Regions from separate parts of the Capra hircus genome. Here region 2 is linked to region 1. A link is a contact called in public Hi-C data. All regions are on one chromosome and are shown on one strand. Each heading gives the region's core, a stretch centred on a gene start, on an enhancer-like site or on the middle of the called end of the contact. The rest is flanking DNA. Distances are from core to core; before and after follow the strand shown.

Region 1 (5,606 bases), core at 1,976-4,475:
CGCCCCCCGGGTTCCTCCCAGCCCAGTCTGTCATGAACACCCTGTGCTGGGTGTCACCACGGCTCTTCACCCAGCCGGTTCCCTCCACTCCTTCATTCCCAGGGTGCAGCACAGCAGATGCCCCTGCCCAAGCGGGTCCCACTGAGCTCACCTCCTCCCGGCCCTGCTCCCTGCAGCAGGGGTGTGAGCCAGCCCTCCCCGAGCGCATGCATCCGCATCCGGGCTCTGACCTGCCCTCCTCCATCAGCCCTGGCAATCAGTCAGCCTGGACAGTCATCAGCTTGAAGAGCTGAATCTGAACATAGAGACAAAACTCCAGTTGGGACGTGATCACCTACTTTGCCCTCGTGGCCCCCTCTCTGGCGCTGTGTGACGCTTTGTGCTAAGCAGGGGTCCCCAACCTCCGGGGTCCAATGCCTGATGATCGGAGGTGGAGCTGATGTAGTAATAAACTGCACAATAAGTATAATACACGTGAATCATCCGGAAACCATCCCCCGGCTACGCATGGAGAAGTTGTCCTCCACGAAAGCAGTCCCTGGTGCCAGCAAGGTTGGGGACCGCTGTGTTAATAAAGGACAGCGCCTTCCAGCAATGCCCGCTGAGCACTGACCGCCTGAATCCTCGGGATGGAGCCCAGGGCAGCCCTTCTGGCCGCGTTCTCTGTCGTGCAGTGCACCAGGCACCCCCAGGCTGAGGCTGCGGTGGGAAGACACGCGCCAGCATGGTGCCCCCAGGGCATCTGGCACCAAGCGCAGCCGTCTCATGCTGCTTCCTGCAGGATGCAGGATGTCTACTTGAAGCAAAGGCCAAAGAGAGGAGGAAGCGTGTCTCCAGGAGGAAGCGTGTCTGCTCAGAAAAGGGGTGGCTGAAGGCTCTGAGAGCAGAATTCTGAAGTGTGATGGCCACCACGGGAAACTGCCTTCTCGCTCCGTGGGCCCTGGACCGTAGCTGGTCTCAGCTGCAGGCAGAAGGCAGAAAAACCGCAGGCATCACTCCAGCACATCCTGTGCACTGGGCCTGACCCCGCTCAGGGTCTGCTTGGCGAGGCCGCATAAGGGTGTCTGCTTTGAGCTTAGGGGCATTTAGCCTGTCTTGAAGGGGCTTTGGGATGCTCGTTTCTCTGAGTGAATGCGGGGGGTGGGTTCCAGCTGACAGTCCTGTGTGATGCCTGTGCTGTGGGCTGCACATTTGTGCATCTGAGGTCCTTGCCATCACATGAGTTTTGCTCCCAAGGCCGCCTCAGAGAAAGGAAAGTGACAGGCGCTATGGGCCCAGGGGCTGGCAGTCCTCTGAGGACAATAACCAATAAACTGGGCAGTAACCGGCCAGGCACTCAGCCCACAGAGGGGGCCACTGGCTCTGGGGCAGTCTCCAAGGGGGCCAGGGGTCCACAGCATGGGGTCAGGACCCCCACTGCATCCTACCCAGCAGGAGGTTGAACCCGCCACCAGCACGGCCCCCTCTGCAGGGAACCAGACCCCCGGTAGCACCCAGCCATCTGCGGCTGGGAGGGAGGGTCTATGTAGCCCGTGTGTGGAGGCCTCGGCCCTGCTCACTTGGGGTATCAGGGGCTGCTCCCCAGGGTGGCCTGTTGCTTGCCCAGCAGCTCCAGAGCCACGCCGGCCTGAGGCACACCTTCTCCACCGGGTCTGAACCCCCCGCCAGCTGTGCTCTGGCAGGCTGTGTCCCTTGGCCTGGGGGCGCCTGGAGAGTTGCTGAGGTCTCCCATGCACTCTTTCATCACTCCTCTGATATATTCTTCATATTAAACTCCTATTTAACCTGCTACATGCCTTCTGCCTCCTCAGTTCAGTTCAGTTCAGTTCAGTCGCTCAGTCACATCCAACTCTTTGCAACTCTATGGACTGCAGCACGCCAGACCCCCTGTCCTTCACCAACTCCCGGAGTTTACTCATGTCCATCGAGTCAGTGATGCTATCCAACCGTCTCATCCTCTGTCACCTCCTTTTCCTGCCTTCAATCTTTCGCAGCATCAGGGTCTTTTCTAATGAGTCAGCTGTTCACATCAGGTGGCCAAAGTATTGGAGTTTCAGCGTCAGCATCAGTCCTTTCAACGAATATTCAGGACTGATCTCCTTTAGGATGGACTGGTTGGATCTCCTTGCAGTCCAAGGGGCTCTCAAGTCTTCTCCGGCACCACGGCTCAGAAGCCTCGACTCTTGGGCGCTCAGCCTTCTCTATGGTCCAGCTCTCCTGGTAGCACCGGGACAGCTGCATTTCATGTTGCACGTAAAGGCTTCACATGGTCAGGAGCTTCCATGAATTAGGGTGACTGATCTCCAGTGAAGCCGGACCTCCGCATGTCTTCAGAAGTTGTTCCAGAGACCCCTGGATGCGCGTCCCTTGACGCTGTCTGCTGCTTTCGTGGGGCTCATTCTCCACTATGGAGAGTTTTTGTCACAGATACGTGTACGGAGCCGTGTTTTCTTCTACCCTTGCTGTTTCTCCTTTCTGGAAGTAATGAGAATTTATGAAGAAAATATTGCTTACATTTAATATTTTAACTTCATTCTTGAGGACTTATCTGGAGAGAATTACTTAAAAATCACCAAGTTACACTTTTCTTAAAGAAGAAAATTCTAAGTGTTATTTGATGAAGCAAGTTTCACTGTATTACACTGATGTAACGGCATAAACTGAGAGGAAAAATACATGGTGTTACTCATGGCCTAGAAATCTGCTCACTGTGAGTTGGAATCAGGTGAAGCAGGATTACGCAGTCATTAAGAATGGGCTTCATGTTGTTGTAGGAACCAACACAATATTGTAAAGCAATTATCCTTCAGTGAAAAAGAAATACATTAAAAAAGAAAAAAGATGAAGAAGAATGGGCTTCCCTGGTGGCTCAGACAGTAAAGAACCCGCCTACAATGCAGGAGACCCAGGTTCAATCCCTGGGTCAGGAAGATCCCCTGGAGTAAAGGAACAGCACCCCACTCAAGTATTCTTGCCTGGAAAATTCCATGGACAGAGACTCCTGACAGGCTACAGTCCATGGGATTACAGAGAGTCAGACGCAACTGAGTGACTAACATTTTCACTTCCCCCCGCCCCCCACAAGAAGGGGCAGCTCCTAGGGCTGACAAGCCAGCCTGTCACACCCTATTTCGGCAGAAGTTGTGAGACTCTGGGCAAGACACAGGACGCTGTGACCCACAGCGAGAGAGCCGTGCTAGGGCTAACCCTTCCTTTGTGGTGGGCCCCCCTCCCCTCCCCCAGGGCCCCCCGCGGGTGCCTCCACCGGCAGAGGGCAGCTCTACAGGAGCAGAACCCTAGCTTATGCTTCCTGAACAGGAAAGGAAAAAAAAAGAGAAGTCACTGCGTTTAGAGGAAGCCAAGGCCAGCCTGCTGTTTCCTAGACAGGGATGCTAGCACCTCCTGCGGCCGCCCACTGCAGCGGCCCTGGGAAGCCCCTGGGTGAAGAGAAGGGACTCGAGCGCGGGGAGCGCTCGGCAGGCTCAGTGCCTGGGGCCTCGCCCTTCCCAACAGCAGAGTGAAAAGTAGGCGTGAAGCGCGGAGTCAGAATGAAAAAGGCATGAGAAACTAGTTCTGTTGACGTGGTCCTGTTTCCTTTGGCATTGTTCCTTGGGCTTGCTGCCTACAGATACTTGTGCACGTGTGTGTAAGCGTATTTGTGTACGAGGACTGGGCAACAAGCACTGTCCGTCTGTTTTCAGAAAACCAGGCAAGAGAGCTCTTTCTGCCACCGCCGCCTCTGCCAGTCTCCTCTGCCCGAGGTGCGCGCGGGTGTCGCTGTCCTCGCTGCAGGCCACGGGGAGGACACGTCGTCTCCCCTCGTCCCCCGTGGTGCACAGCTCGGCCCCTCCCGGGGGCACCCTGTGAGCGCCAGCTCCGAGCTGCCCCGCCCCCGCCCCGAGGCATCATTCATCTGCGGACGGGATGGCTTTGTTTCTTCTTTTCCAACTCTTGTCCGCTTTTGCCTTCTTGTGTTTTTAGGGGAACTTCCTATACCACAGGTGGACATCCTTATCTCATTACTAATTTTAATGTGAATGCTTTTACGGATTCACCATTAGTATGAGGAATCATTGATGAATTTCTCCACTATTTGTATGTATGTATTAAGGTAAGCATGTTTTAAACTTCAATCTGTTGACTCAGTAAATTTTAGGGATTGCTTTCCTGATTGTAAACTAACCATGCTTTTTTGGGAAACCTACTTGGGCCATTGTGTATTATCTTTTTTATATCTCCATGAATTATGTTTGCTAATAGTGGATTTTGCATTTATGTTGATGAGTTAAGATTAGCCTGTAATTTTCTTTCCTCTTTCCTTGTCAGATTTTAACATGAAACTTAACCTCAAAAAATGAGTTGGGAGTGCAGCCTCTTTCTCTGTATCCTGGATTAACTTGATTGAGAGTGAAATTGTTCCTTGAATGTCTGGTAGAGCTGTCCTGTAGCGCCATCTGGATGGGAAGTTCTGACCTGACTCTATGCCTCTGAATTAGGTGAGGAAGGCACAGCCTTTCACCCCGTCTCTCCTGCTGAGTGCAGCTGTAAAGCCTGGAGAGATGCTTGAAGTGAAGTCAAGTCGCTCAGTGGTGTCCAACTGTTTGGGACTCCGTGGACTGTAGCCCACCAGGCTCCTCCAACCATGGGATTCTCCAGGCAAGAATACTGGAGTGGGTTGCCATTTCCTTCTCCAGGGGATCTTCCTGACCCAGGAATCGAATCCAGGTCTCCCACATTGCAGGCAGACGCTTTAACCACTGAGCACCAGGGAGAGATGCTTAGAGAAACTATTACAGGCGTGTAGCAAGTGAAGCTGCAGACAGACTGGGGACGAGACGGCCAGCGCTCGAAGCTCTGCCAGCCTGGCAATGGGTTTACCATTGTTTCCCTCCAGAATCCCCCTGGATTCACCGCAGCCCCAGACCCTGAAGTAGGCGTAGGTTGAAGACAGAACATCTCCAGGAAAAGCCCTCTGGTTCTGGTTTGAATGGCAAGAATGAGAACTGCTCCTTTTCAGGGAAAGTGTGAAATATTCTGTTCTTTTTCTTTGGCAATCCAGCTTGCAAGTAATCCTGCCTTTGCAATGAATGAAGCCTGTGATATCCCAAAGCCTTCCTCTCCAGTCAGTGACACCACGGCCCGGAGACGCTGGGATCAGATCCTGACTCTTTCCATTGGTCTCCTCCCATCTCTTGACTCCAGCCAGGGGTGCACTTAGTGGGGCACGTGTCAGAGTCTGTGAGAATTAAAGTCCCAGCTTCCTGTCTGCAACTGGAAATAAGGTCCCAGAGTACCACAGAGTCCTGGGGAGACCATGGAGAGGCAGAGAGAGGAGCACGGGAAATTCATATCCTCAGGCTGCCTGTGAACTCCTGGGCTCACTTGCAAGCTACCACCCTGTAGCTCTGACTCCCGACCGCTGATCCTGGGCTGAGAGCCGAGCACGGCTCGGGTTGCAGACTGGACACTAGGTGGCGCCCACGCGCTGGGTCGGAACAGCCCGGCCGAGGTTTTAAGACCCGCACGCCTGGAACCACAGCCCACTGGGACTACCGGGCTGAACCTAACCAGGTTTAAAGGGAAAGTGAAAGTCGCTCAGTCGTGTC
Region 2 (5,606 bases), core at 1,166-3,665, 70 kb after region 1:
GCGTTCTCAGCAAAGTCGTCCACTTCAGGCTGCGTTTTAAAGTTTCCTGTTTCCAGAAGTGACACTCAGGAAAAGGCTGATAAGTCAGTATTTACATTTCCTGCTGTGCTGGTGACCCTCTGGGAAGGAGGGGGGTTGACATGAAGTGTAAGCTGCAGCCTCATCCAGGTACCCTGAGTGTGGAAGGGAACAGTGTACTCCGGTGGGAAACCTTAGTTTTGATGAAAATCTCTTGTGCTGTTCACACTTTCTGAGGTTGTCCTTCAGGCTTACTGTGAGGACTTTTAGAGACACAGAGCCGGGGCTGGCAGATGCAGCCCGCGGGCCTGGCCACGGCCTGTCTGTGTCCCGCTGAGGCTCCAGTGCACGCAGCCGGCACTGTGGGTGCCGGGGACTGGCTGGGGTCCCTGCCCAGGCCCTGTGCAGGCGGCTGGCTTGCCCTCCAGGCCCCCAGTCAGGGCATCCAGCTGCCAGCTCAGGAGCTGCTCGGCCCTCAGCAGCCACACCTGCCCTGGTGACCCCAGCCCCGCCCCGTGGCTGTCCCTCCTCTCCCAAACCATTTCCCCAGTTTGTCAGAGTTTAACAAAACACAAAAAACCCTCCTTGGGGGGTTCTCCTCACTGAGTGGGTGTCCACCACTTACTTCTGCTCCTCCTCCTCCTCCCCTGGCTTCCTCCCCCTCCCCTCCTCTCCCCTCCCCTCCTCCCCTCCCCCCTCCCCTCTCCTCCCCCTCTTCTCCCCTCCTCCTCCCCTCCCTCCCCCCTCCCCTCCCCTCCCCTCCTCTTCCCTCCCCTCCCCCTCGTCTCCCCTCCCCTCCCCCTCCTCTTCCCCTCCCTACCCTTTCAGGGACTGATTGAACTTTGTAGACTGAGTCTCCACTTCCCTGTTTTTATTCATCTCCATCTCAGCATTGCTGTGTGTAGGGTTCTGCATAATTTCTTAACCTTCTTCTTCCAATTTTCTAGTTGTTTCACTAGCTTTATAAAGATTCTGATCGCTCTGGTTTTTTGATTCGGGTAAGTCCAGTTCAGTTGCTCAGTCCTGTGTGACTCTTTGCGGCCCCATGAACCGCAGCCGGCCAGGCCTCCCTGTCCCTCACCAACTCCTGGAGTCTACCCAAACCCATGCCCATTCAGTCGGTGATGCCATCCAACCATCTCATCCTCTGTTGTCCCCTTCTCCTCCTGCCCTCAATCTTTCCCAGCATCAGGGTCTTTTCCAGTGAGTCAGCTCATCGCATCAGGTGGCCAAAGTGTTGAAGTTTCAGCTTTAGCATCAGTCCTACCAATGAACACCCAGGACCGATCTCCTCTAGGGATGGACTAGTTTGATCTCCTTGCAATCCAAGGGACTCTCAAGAGTCTTCTCCAACACCACAGTTCAAAAGCATCAATTCTTCTGCGCTCAGCTTTCTTTATAGTCCAACTCTCACATCCATACATGACCACTGGAAAAACCATAGCTTTGACTAGATGGTTTTTTGATTAGCAGCAAATAATTGCTTACCCTTAATCTGAAAAAATTTTGGGCTCCAAAATCACTGCAGATGTTGATTGCAGCCATGAAATTAAAAGACGCTTACTCCTTGGAAGAAAAGTTATGACCAACCTAGATAGCATATTCAAAAGCAGAGACATTACTTTGCCGACTAAGGTCCGTCTAGTCAAGGCTATGGTTTTTCCTGTGGTCATGTATGGATGTGAGAGTTGGACTGTGAAGAAAACTGAGTGCCGAAAAATTGATGCTTTTGAACTGTGGTGTTGGAGAAGACTCTTGAGAGTCCCTTGGATTGCAAGGATATCCAACCAGTCCATTCTAAAGGAGATCAGCCCTGGATATTCTTTGGAAGGAATGATGCTAAAGCTGAAACTCCACCTCATGCAAAGAGCTTACTCATTGGAAAAGACTCTGATTCTGGGAGGGATTGGGGGCAGGAGGAGAAGGGGACGACAGAGGATGAGATGGCTGGATGGCATCACCGACTCAATGGATGTGAGTTTGAGTGAACTCCGGGAGTTGGTGATGGACAGGGAGGCCTGGCGAGCTGCGATTCATGGAGTCGCAAAGAGTTGACGACTGAGTGACTGAACTGAACTGAAAACTGAAAAAAAACAAAATAAATGGTGAGCATAAACTGAGAATGCTTTCCTAAAGAGCTGTCCACTTGCTGCCCCTGGGAACCACTGATGGTGCCAGGGGAGGCCCAGTTTCATCCCCAGTTCAGCCGTGTCCGCCCTCCCCCGGCAAACAGTCGCTCTTCCTCAAGGCAGCCCTGCATTCTAGCGGTCACGCCAGTCTGCTGTGTTTTCAGGGCTCCTGCCTTTTATGCACACACACGCACGCACTCGTACTCCTTTTCATCAACCACTGCAGACTTCAGCGATGCAGCAGAAATTATATGTTATGAAAGAGCGCCTTGTTCATGGCAGGAGGGCCTGCGGCGGGTGTGGTCCGCTCCATGGCCAAGGGCAGAGCCATGGGTCCTGCGCCAGCTGTCCACATGCCCGCTCTCCCCTCTCCGTCCTCCCCTGCCGCCTATTCTCCCCTCCCAGTCCCGCCCCCCGCGCTCCCCTCCCCCCCATGCTCCCCTTCCCCCACTCCCCCTCCCCCCTCCACTCCCCCCTCCCCCCTCCACTCCCCCCTCCCCCCCAGCGCTCCCCTCTCCTTCCTCCTCCTCCGTGCTCCCCTCCCCGCCCTCCGAGCTCCCCTCCCAGTCCTCCCCCCCACGCTCCCCTCCCCCTCTGCTCCCCCTCCCCCCTCTGCTCCCCCTCCCCCCCAGCACTCCCCTCTCCTCCCCAGCGCTCCCCTTTCCTTCTTCCTCCTCCGTGCTCCCGTCCCCGCACCCCCCCCCGCGCTCCCCTCCCCTCTCCGCTCCCCCCTCCCCCCCTCTGCTCCCCCTCCCCCCCAGCGCTCCCCTCTCCTTCTTCCTCCACCGTGCTCCCCTCCCCCGCCCCCCTCCCTGCTCCCTCCCTGCTCCCTCCCTCCTCCTCCCCTCCCCGTCTTTCTCTGGCTCTCCCTCCTGCACCACTCGCTCCTTCCCCCTCTACTTTTCAGGCTGCTTCTCTGCATCCCCCCTCCCATCCGAAGTCTCCTCAGTTCCGCCCAGAGCAGTTCAGCGTCCTCAGCCTCTGGAGTCAACCCCAGCACCCATCTGCAGGGTAGGGGAGCAGGAGGAGAACGGCAGGCACTCTCTGCTGGGCCGCCTGCCCCGGGCAGCAGTTGGAGCAGCCCACTCATCTCGCCACCCCGCGCGCGCTGGGCCTCCAGGTGCCTGGCCCTGTCCCAGCCACCACAGGGGCAGCCACCTGAGCCCTGCCTTCCTGTCTTCAGGGCGGGTCATGCAGACGCAGCTCTGTACCTGAGGGGCGCGGTGAGCACTGTTCACTGCGCTCAGGAGCATCAGACTCTCCACAGAGTCACCGTGTTTTAAAGGAAAATGGAAAAACTGGGAAAGGGATTGAATTCGCTTATCCATTCAGAAGCCATTTCCTTTCTGATCAGAGTCCTCTGTGAGACAGTTAGTAGCTGGAATTTCTCCAGCGTTAGAACTTGGAGCAAATGATTTTATGCATTTCTCAGTGTATGTAAATGCAATTCAGAAAAACTCTTGTAAGTAATCTCATTTTTACTCTGCTGACTCCAGTTAGGGGAATACCCGCTTCTGTCTTATACCTTTAATGGAAGCCATTACTTTAGATCTGATTTCGTTCCCTCGGTCAGAATCTGCTGGTGCCCAAGGGCCATCGTGGGGGACAGAACGCGGCGGAACCCTGACACAGCGCTCAGCATTCACCCTGGATGCAGAAGCCGTGACCGTGCTGGGCAGCGGCACGGGGGGCTGGGGAAGGCCTGGCCGGCTGGGGTGGAGCCTGGCGAGCCACATGGAGAAGGGGCAGCTTGCCCACCAACAGAGCAGCCAGCGCCACGGCTCCAGGCGCACTGCGCTTGGGGTTTTCACAGACGAGTTCTGGTCTGAGACTAAACCCATCCTTGCGCACACGTCTGTCTGTCTTCCAGGCATCCGGGATGTTTCTAAGTGGAGTGAGAGGACGAGAAAGCCTCTGGAAGCCCTCTATGGATTCGACTACTTTGCCAGGACCTGTGAAAAGTGGGTGGATGGCATAGAGCAATTTAAGCATCTTCCAGACGGTAGGTCACACAAGCCACTTAACGGTCCTTTTGCAGGTTAGAGAGGCCAAGTGAGTTCCCCTGATGCTTGAGAGTTCCTCAGGGATTGACACGCTCGCCCACCATCCTTCCACACTGACGCGTGAGCAGAGGGTGATCGTGTACAAAGGCAAGCTCTTGTGCCGCACACCCTCCTGGCATCAGAGACAGACGTGTACGGAGTTCACGTTGTTGAGTCTTGTAGCATGCTGGTCTTTTCCCCTTTGTCTCCAGAAGTCTCACATGCTCTTCTAACTCCAGGATGGTCACTCAAAAACAAACAGTGGCCACATAGACATCCCCCTTTTCACATCTGAAGGCATCAGCCCACTGCTACCTCTGTTACCGACAGGAGAGGAGCGGGGGGGGGGTCTCTGTCATGACCTTCGGCCCCAGTGGAGTCAGGACAAGGAAAAGGGTATTCAGCCCTTTCCCATCTTCAGAGCGACGCTGTGTCACTTTGGCCGTGACAGGTGTGTTCCAGTAACAAGAACTGGCACCCCTGAGAGAAGCCCTGAATTAAAGTCTGTTCTTAGAGCTGTTTTCATTTGTAATCTCTCATTTTTCTAATTGCCAAAAGAACAGAAAGTAGGTGGGCTCTGACCTTGAAACACATCAGTTACCAAACAGTTATGATTCAGGGCCCAGTTTCGTCTCCTCAGTAGCCACTTCCAGAATGAGTCATGTCAGAACTTTCATAATGAGAAGGACGTTTGCAAATGTTTCTATTTTGCTGTAAGTTCAAAACAAGTATATCCTGTTCAAACACAGTATCCACCCATAGAAACAGGCCCTTGAAATATGTTTCAGGAGGCTGGAAAGACAAGCCACAGGCTGGAGTGACTGTTTCCCGAAGGACGGGGGCCCGGGGCTTGTGGGGTCTTCGTTCCCCAACCTGGGATGGAACTGCCCTGCAGTGGAGGCGCAGAGTCCTAACCTCTGGACCGTCAGGGAAGTCCCTGCAAAACACTCTTAAAAGTGAACAGTAAGAAAACAGCCTAATTAAAATGCAGACCAAACAGTGAGATCCCGCTACACACCTCTTAGAACAGCTGCTCAGAGGAATTGTAGGGCAGTGAAAGCACTCTGTGTGGTATCATGGTGCCGTATCCGTGTCATCCCGCGGCTGTCCAAACCCACAGCGTGAGAACCGCGGACGCGGGGTGGTGATGACGTGTCTGTTGTAGCAGACGCCTGATGGGGGTGTTGGTGACGGGGGAGGCGAGGAGACAGGCTGTGTGCCCGTGCCTGCCTTGCAATTCTGCCGTAAACCTGAAACTAAAAAATGAGGTCTGCTGCCAAAGAGAAAGGGAGGGAGAAAGTGTCCCGGAGAATCCAGCATCGCGAGTCATCTTCCAGCAAGGCTGTCAGGAGACAGCCTCTCCCCCCACAGGGCCGGCTCCGTGCATCGGGCCCCTTGGCCCGTCCTCGGGGTTGTG

What was found. Hi-C and Micro-C count contacts between places; a contact is called where the count stands out from the background.
Region 2: a Hi-C map of blood shows a contact between it and region 1, with 3 times the contacts expected there. The contact joins two enhancer-like sites. A contact is called at or near these places in 2 of 5 Hi-C or Micro-C datasets (both in blood).

Annotation. Positions count from the first base shown.
Region 1 is chr23:15,066,241-15,071,846 of ARS1.2, forward strand. No RefSeq gene overlaps it. Among named protein-coding and RNA genes, the nearest start is that of RIPK1, 28 kb to the right of the region's middle. Within about 2 kb of position 3,226, at least 2 of the 5 cell types and tissues checked have an H3K27ac peak or open chromatin away from gene starts, as enhancers often do.
Region 2 is chr23:15,137,431-15,143,036 of ARS1.2, forward strand. It overlaps BPHL (valacyclovir hydrolase), which reads left to right. Exons shown (of 9, transcript XM_018038946.1): 7 at 4,018-4,149. Among named protein-coding and RNA genes, the nearest start is that of TUBB2A, 12 kb to the right of the region's middle. Within about 2 kb of position 2,416, at least 2 of the 5 cell types and tissues checked have an H3K27ac peak or open chromatin away from gene starts, as enhancers often do.